Linked DNA regions of Sus scrofa: region 1 is linked to region 2. Evidence: chromatin contacts called from public Hi-C data. All regions are on one chromosome and are shown on one strand. The core of a region is the stretch at or near the end of the contact, and the rest is flanking DNA. Distances in the headings are between cores, read along the strand shown.

The links. Hi-C and Micro-C count contacts between places; a contact is called where the count stands out from the background.
Region 1: a Hi-C map of embryonic fibroblasts shows a contact between it and region 2, with 1.9 times the contacts expected there. The contact joins two enhancer-like sites. A contact is called at or near these places in 1 of 47 Hi-C or Micro-C datasets (embryonic fibroblasts) and 2 of 2 datasets of contacts at active chromatin or transcription factors (alveolar macrophages and skeletal muscle).

The regions. Positions count from the first base shown.
Region 1 is chr2:47,333,283-47,336,981 of Sscrofa11.1, reverse strand. It overlaps LOC102160616 (a long non-coding RNA gene), which reads right to left. Exons shown (of 4, transcript XR_301761.3): 4 at 285-654. Among named protein-coding and RNA genes, the nearest start is that of MICAL2, 33 kb to the right of the region's middle. Within about 2 kb of position 1,376, at least 6 of the 83 cell types and tissues checked have an H3K27ac peak or open chromatin away from gene starts, as enhancers often do. A contact at or near this core is called in embryonic fibroblasts, where this site is marked.
Region 2 is chr2:47,132,959-47,136,640 of Sscrofa11.1, reverse strand. It overlaps MICAL2 (F-actin-methionine sulfoxide oxidase MICAL2), which reads left to right. Exons shown (of 38, transcript XM_021083313.1): 26 at 464-566. Among named protein-coding and RNA genes, the nearest start is that of PARVA, 110 kb to the right of the region's middle. Within about 2 kb of position 1,715, at least 9 of the 83 cell types and tissues checked have an H3K27ac peak or open chromatin away from gene starts, as enhancers often do. A contact at or near this core is called in embryonic fibroblasts, where this site is marked.

The DNA of each region.
Region 1 (3,699 bases), core at 127-2,626, 200 kb before region 2:
AGTTCCCGTTGTGGCTCAGCAGACATGAACCCAACTAGTATCCATGAGGATGCTGACCTCGTTCAGTGAGTTCAGGATCCAGCATTGCTGGAAGCTTTGGTGTAGGTCACAGACATGGGTTGGATTTGGCATTGCTGTGGCTGTGGTGTAGGCTGGCAGCCGTGGCTCTGATTGGACCCCTAGCCTGGGAACTTCCATATGCTGTATTTGTAGCCCTACAACCCCCCCAACCGCCCCCCCCAAAAAAAACCCAAAACCTTTTTTTTTTTTTTTTTTTTGGTAGGGTCACCTTTGCAAATGATCCAGCATAGTCAGTTGGGAAGGGGCAGGAGTCGGGTTGGTTGCATGAGGGAGGTGACAGGGAGACGTGCTGAACACACAGGACAGCCGATTCACATGTGCTGCATGTGGAAGACCCTGGTGTCAGTGAGGAGACTTTACCTCACCTTCTGTCTTCAACCACAGGGAAATGTATGAGATCACACAACATAACTGCAGAGGCTGGGCTCGCTCCAGCTTGGCTGAAGGAGAGACTCCACAAGGGCAGCGGTCCTGGATCCCTACTGTCTACGCTCTGCCCTCCTCAGGAAGGGCTTTGCCCTTGAGACTTGCAGTATGATGACGGTAGCAGTTCCCAGAGTCACATCCAAGCACCTACAGAGCAAAAAGCAGAAACCATTCTCAGAATCCAGCCCAGCTCCTTGTAGCTCCTTGGCCAGGATTGGGCCAAGAGGCTAGGATTACCATGGCCAGTCATATTAGGTCCCTGGGGGCTGCCATCACAAAATACCACATGCTACGTGGCTTGAAGCAATAGAAATGTAGTGTCTCACAACTCTGGAGGCTATAAGTCCTAGGTCCATGTGTTGGCAGCACCAGGCTCCCTCTGAAATCTAAAGGAAAATCCTTCTTTCCCTCTTCCTAGTTTCTGGTGGTTTGCTCCAAATCCTTGAGATTCCTTGCCCTGTCGATGTGTCACTCCAATCCTCTGTCTTCACGTGGAATTTTCCCTGTGTTCTCCCACCATCTTGCCTCTGTGCATGCCTGTCTCTGAGGCCAAATTTCTCCTTTTAATAAGGACACCAGTCATATTGCATGAGGCCTGCTTAATGACCTCATTTGAACTTGATGACCTTTGCTAAGACCCTGTTTCCAGATCAGGTCCCATGCTGAGGTAGTGGGGGTAGGTCTACAGCTCATAATGCTGGCTTAGAAGACTAATCCTCTGAAGTGGAATTGATATTGGCAGTGAACCACAATGACCCCTAAAGCCCTCGAATGAGTGAATGAGGGAATGAATGAACATGGTCCGTGGGGGTTCACATGGAGTCAGGTAATAGCTTTGTGGTGAGGCCTATAGGGTAATTTTAGCCTTAGAACTCATCGAGGATATTTGGGCACTGGTGCCCTCTGCTTATGACAGATTGTTGATCACAGTTATGATTTATCTCCGGCTGCATCTTTAGTCAGGAATGCAACCCCTCAAGGAGAACTCACGCTGTTCCTCTGGGAAATTCTGACAAACCACATTATGGCATGGTTTCCAGGAATGCATCATAATGAAAAAGTCCACCCTGCTTATACAGACACTCAGCAAGTACCCAGGAGCACCCACCTCATATACACAAACCAGCATCACCAGGGCAACACTGGCCAGCAGCCGGTTGCCTAGCAACACCGCCTCTCTCACTCCCACCTTCCACTACCCCTGTCCTGTGTGAGGGCCTTCTGGGGTTCTCTCCCCATCAAGGCAGTTCTCTGTGGGCAGGATGATTGGACTTCACTGCAGGAAGAAGAGGGGACTCTGGATACCCTACTCATAACACTTACCCTTGTTGTTTCAGAATATTTTTAGGTCTACCCAACCCCAAACATACCACACACTTCTTAGAAGCCAGACTTAAAATTTTCACCCCCCACTGAAAGTCCTAAATAATACATGATGCCAGATTAGAGGTTGCCAGCCTTGTAGAGGAGGCACCAATTCGCTTACCTTGCTCTTTTGAGCCAGTTGGGGACTGGGTGGAGTTGGGATTTCAGAGTGTTCCTGGGAGGGCCCAGAGTTAAAAATAAAAACTCCCCCTCATAGTCTATTAACTAGAAATTCATCCCAGCAGATCTTTTTTTAAAAATGCATCTATCTCCACAGAGAACTGGTAGTCGGTTCCTTTTATCGTAACTGATTTTCCCATTAAGAAGAACTGATATTTTTTCTTTTTAAAAAATTTATTATAGTTGACTTACAACATTCTGACAACTTCTGCTGTACAGCAAAGTGACCCAGTCATATACATTCTTTTTCTCATATTGTCTTCTACCATGTTCTATCACAGGTGATTGGATGTAGTTCCCTGTACTATACAGCAGGACCTCATTGCTTATCCATTCTAAATGTAATAATTTACATCTACTAATCCCAAACTCCCAGTCCATCCCACCCTTTCTCCCTCCCCCTTGGTAACCACAAGCCTGTTCTCTATGTCTGTGAGTCTGTTTCTGTTTTGCGGATAGGTTCATTCGTGCCATATTTTAGATTCCACATGTAAGTGATTCCATATGGTATTTGTCTTTCTCTTTCTGACTTAATTCACTTAGTATGAGAATCGCTAGTTGCGTCCACATTGCTGTAAGTGGCATTATTTTATTCTTTTTTATGGCTGAGTAGTATTCTATTGTGTATACATACCCCATCTTCTTAATCCGTTCATCTGTTGATGGACATTTAGGTTGTTTCCATGTCTTGGCTATTGTGCATAGTGCTGCAGTGAACATGGGGGTGCATGTATCTTTTTGAATGAAGAAGGACTGATTTTTGACCCGTGGAAACAGGAGATTGGTAGAGTTAGAGAACTGAATTTGCACTCAGGACATGAGGACCAGGTCAGACTCTTGTGAAAGTAGGTATTCAGGGGTTTCTAAGTGAAAGAGAAATAAGGTACAGAACAGAAGAAGGATGCCAAAAGCTGTCCCAGCCAACCAGAGCTGGGACACGGGGGTCATCTGTCCTTTTGACCAGTCTGCTTTTGCTGCTGGAAAAGAGTGATTTTTCTCCAGTAGCAGCACCTGCCCTTGAACTTGAACCCTCTAATAGGGTAATGGTGTCACAATCCACCGAGGTACCCAGGCTACTCTAAACGCCTCCCTTGTCCTGAGTCTCTGTCGGCAGGTCATTACTCTTCCACTTCCTCGCCATCTCCATGCCCCCTATTAGTTCAGACCCTTGTACTCTCCTCCTGTCCCCGTCCCTCTGGCTCTGTCATCATCCATCCTGCCCAGGATGGTCTTGTGGAACTGTTCATCTCAACACACCACTCTTGGGCAGGACATCTTCTGTCTGTCCCTGCAAATCCACTCTGTCCTGCTCCTGGCCCTGGGGCCTGACCTGGGTGGACCATGAGGATGGCCTCCTGTGGCTTGTGGCTTCTGGATGGGTTTGGCCAATGGGGAGCACTGGCAGGAGGTCAAAGGGGAAGAGAGTGAGGTTGGAGTCTTTACACCCTGTCACTGTGGAGTCACCTTAACCAAAGATCACAGCTCCTCTCAAGGACTCTCAGCTACTGCTCCTCCCCTCACCCCTTCCAACAGCCCTCATGTTCCTTGGCTCAGGTATAGCTTATGCCTTGTAGTCTCACTACACTCTGCCCAAACCTTTGTAAGAGAGACTTTCCATGGAACACTCCTCAAATGATCCTCACTGGA
Region 2 (3,682 bases), core at 466-2,965:
AGCATGAGCAATGGGATCGCCGAGTCAGAGGGCATATGTGTTATGAAGGCTCCAAACAAAACTGATCCCTGCGATCAGCGTGCCTTCCAAGAAAATCGTGCTCATATTCAGTGCCCCCTTCAGCAGTGGATGGGGAGCTGAAGTTTGGGGGGGCGGGGGGCTGCAAGCTGCAGGGTCTGCCACGTTCTCTTTTTATTGGCGCTCTTCCTCTGCTTCATTGGAGGAGTCCTCTGTGACAGTCACGGACTAAATGTCCTCACTTTTTAAATTTATTTTTAATGATTTTTATGTTTTTCCATTGAGCTGGTTTACAGCTCTTCTGTCACTTTTCTACTGTACAGCAAGGTGACCCCGTCCCACGTACACACGGACCCTCTTTGTTCTCATGTTATCATGCTCCATGCTGAGATATCGTTCCCAGTGCCCTACAGCATAAGTGGCCTCACTTTGATCTCTTTCTCAGGAGGAGGGGATGTGGAAAGAGCAAGAAGCCCCTCGGCGAGACCCGCCCCCCGAAAGTTCTTGCGCTGCTGCTGCCATCAGCATGCCGGAAGGCAGCCCCCCAGGTATCCCCAATTCCTTCTTTAGGAAGGCGCTAAGCTGGTCCCTCAGGCTGCCATGGGGCCTGTTTCACCTTCCCCGGAGGCTGCTTAACTGGATTCAGGGACTCCTGCGCGCCGCCAGCCAGCATATCAGGGACAATGCTTACAACTACTGCTACACATACGAGCTCCTGAGCCTCGGGCTGCCCCTCCTGTGGGTGTTCTCCGAGGCCCTGGCTTCCATGTACCGGGAGTCCGAGGAATCCCTCGAGAGCATCCGCGACTGGCTGCTCGGATGCTTCCCGGACAAGCTGCACTGAAACCCAGCCCCAAAGTGCCGTTAACATTTCCCGTGTAGATGGCAGCGTGGGCAGTCAGCTCGGGCTCTGGCCAGGGAGCCCCGTGTGTGTGAACCCATTAGCTCAAAGCCAAAGAGTTTCCCATCGGCCACCTGCACCTGGCCTGGTACCGTGACCATCTGCTCCCGGTGCTCGGGCCAGCAGGACATGAAGGATTTTTTTTTTTTTTTTTTTTTTTGTAGCTTTGTACTTTTATACCAAAGCGAGCCATGTTTCTAGGTTTACATTTCAATGTTTAACTTTCAAGAAGCCAAGAGAAAGCATTTGTTTTTCTGTGCGTGTCCATTTTTCTAGACACAGGTTTGACCTTTATCACTGGTAGTCCAAACCCCTTCCACGCTGCAGTCAGTTGTAATAGCCGCTGCCACCTGCAACGTGAATGATTTGGGCTTTTATATAAACCAAAGCGACTGTGTCATCTCCTGACCAGTGCCTTTTGATTTATGTGCCCGGATACCACGTGCCAACCAAAGACGGTTTTTTAACCACCTGAAAACGCAATAATTTAGAAGAAAAGAACAGAAAGGATAAAAGAGAATTAAAACTTCAGGAGCACATGGCAGCGTGTGGTTGCCTATTATCTGTCCTCCCAGAGAGAGGAGCTTTGTTTGGCTCCCTTGTTTCAATGTAAAATAGTAGCTTTAAAGTCCCCCCTCCCCCCATACAAATCCATTGCCAAATGACGTAAAACCACAGGGTTTCAAGCTGATTGCTACAAATATACATTTTTGCTTCCCCACTAATGAGCACTGCAGCAAAAGCCCATTGGCTCCTGACCACACAGAGTGCCATCAAACTGATGCAATGGTGCAGAGGAGTTATGTCAGCTGGTGGCATTTTAAGCAACCCCCCCCCCCCACCATGATGTCCCCAGCCCAGGCTACAGTCTGAGCCAAGGCCATTCAGGGTCCGCAGTGGTCAGGCCGACGGAAGAAACCGCCTTCTCACATCATGTCCTTTGGGATGAAGGGCCCTCGTTAGCACCTCAGGGTATCATTTCTGGGATGCGTGGCCTGCCCCGTGAGCATGGCGTGCAGACATCCTGGCTTCTTAGCCACTCGGCTGCCGTGCATATTTGGTCAAGCAGTCAGAAACCATTTATTTCCACACTGTCCTAGCAGAGGAATGTGTCTGACCTCTAGGGGGAAGCTCCCCTGTGTCTTGACTGGCAGGGGAGCCTGGGAGTAGAGGCTGTTATTAACTCATGCAAAAGAAATACACCCTATTAAGGACAAAAACAGGCCTGAGGTCTACCTGCATTCTTTACTCTGGGCCTCTGGAGAAGGCCTCAGCTCTCCCGACTCCACTCTGCCTGGACAGGCAGGGCCGCTGGGGCTGGCCAAGCAGTGGAGATAGCTCATAGAGAAAGGCCTTCTTCTGTGTTCAGCTTATCTAGAGTTTGCTGGGCGGAGACCATTCTCTGCCTTGTAACACTTGAAAGATCCTCTAGATGAACTAAGGATGGAGCCTGGTGGGTTAGGAGCCAGACCACTGGAGGGCTTTGAAACGCCACGTTCTCTAGGATGGGAAGAGGAGGAGAGGCATTTCTCTAAGCACTTTCCTAAGTCCTCAGGTGAATCAGGGTCTCGGCTGTGGCCAACTCCATGGGAACGGGCGCCTCTGTCCTTTTGGGAGCTGTTCTTAGTCCTATGACTCGCCTTGTGTTTTTCCAGATTTTTGCTGGTATTTTCATGGGGCGCAGGGTGGGGGGGGCATGATGCATTTTATGCCTGGTTCTAGAAAATCACAATGGGAACGCGTGCACAGCTGTGTCCTTGTTATGACCGTCTGTTCTGGGGCAGGATGAAATGCTTTGCAGGAGGCTCCACAAAGCCCAAGTTAGGATCTCTGAGAATGTCCCTTATAGCCACAAGGAGTCTGGTTTGCATTACTCTGGGGAGACAGGGTGTTCCTGTCAAGAAGCCTGAGATGTTTATATGCTCCAAGACTTTGAACCTTCCTGGTGGGGCAGCACCAGAACACAGGGCTGTATCCTGAGGGGGCAGACGTCTTTAAGCCTCCACAACATGTTCAAGAATGAATAGGAGGCAGAAGAGTAAAACCGGGGCAGAGAGGATGGGGGGGCGCGGGGGGTGGAGAACAGGGGACCCCCTGTTGCTGACCACCGCCAGAAAGGTTCATCTGTCCTAAGAAGCAGCAACTTCCTCGGGGAAGTTTTGTTTTGTTTTTGTTTAACGGTTGCCTGGTTTTCAACTCCCGTGCCTTCTCCTGTTGTCCGTCATTTTCCTTGCTGCCCTCACTAAATTGTCTTTTCTGTCTCTCTCTTTCCAACCTTACACTGTGGCCGTCAGCTCATTTCAGCCTTCCAGTGCTCCACCCACTTCTTGGCTGACACACTTCTGCTCTGAGGTGACTGGTTTTCTTGCCGATTTTCAGAGAGTGGTACTAACCCTTTGCCCGCTTTCTGCCCCGTCCGGTGCGCCCTGACCACCCCTGCCCCCTCCACCGCCGTGGCCTTGGTTGTGCTAACGTGAGCGTCTTGCCTACTAACGGATTCATTCGGTGGCATGGTTGGTGACCAACGTGGGGTGGTGCTCAACTTGAAAGCCGTTTCTGATGCTGTCCCTCTGAGCCAGCTTGCCTAGTCCACGCCAGAGGCATGCCCGGCCTCCCCTCTGCTTCCCACCACCTGCATGCATGCTTTCCTGGTTGCATTTATAAAAGGCCACATACCTACCTGGGAGGGTTATCCTTGAATGCGAAACCGTTCCGCAGAGAAGGCTCTTCACCTTTGAAAAGAACTCTTTCATCTCTGAGCCT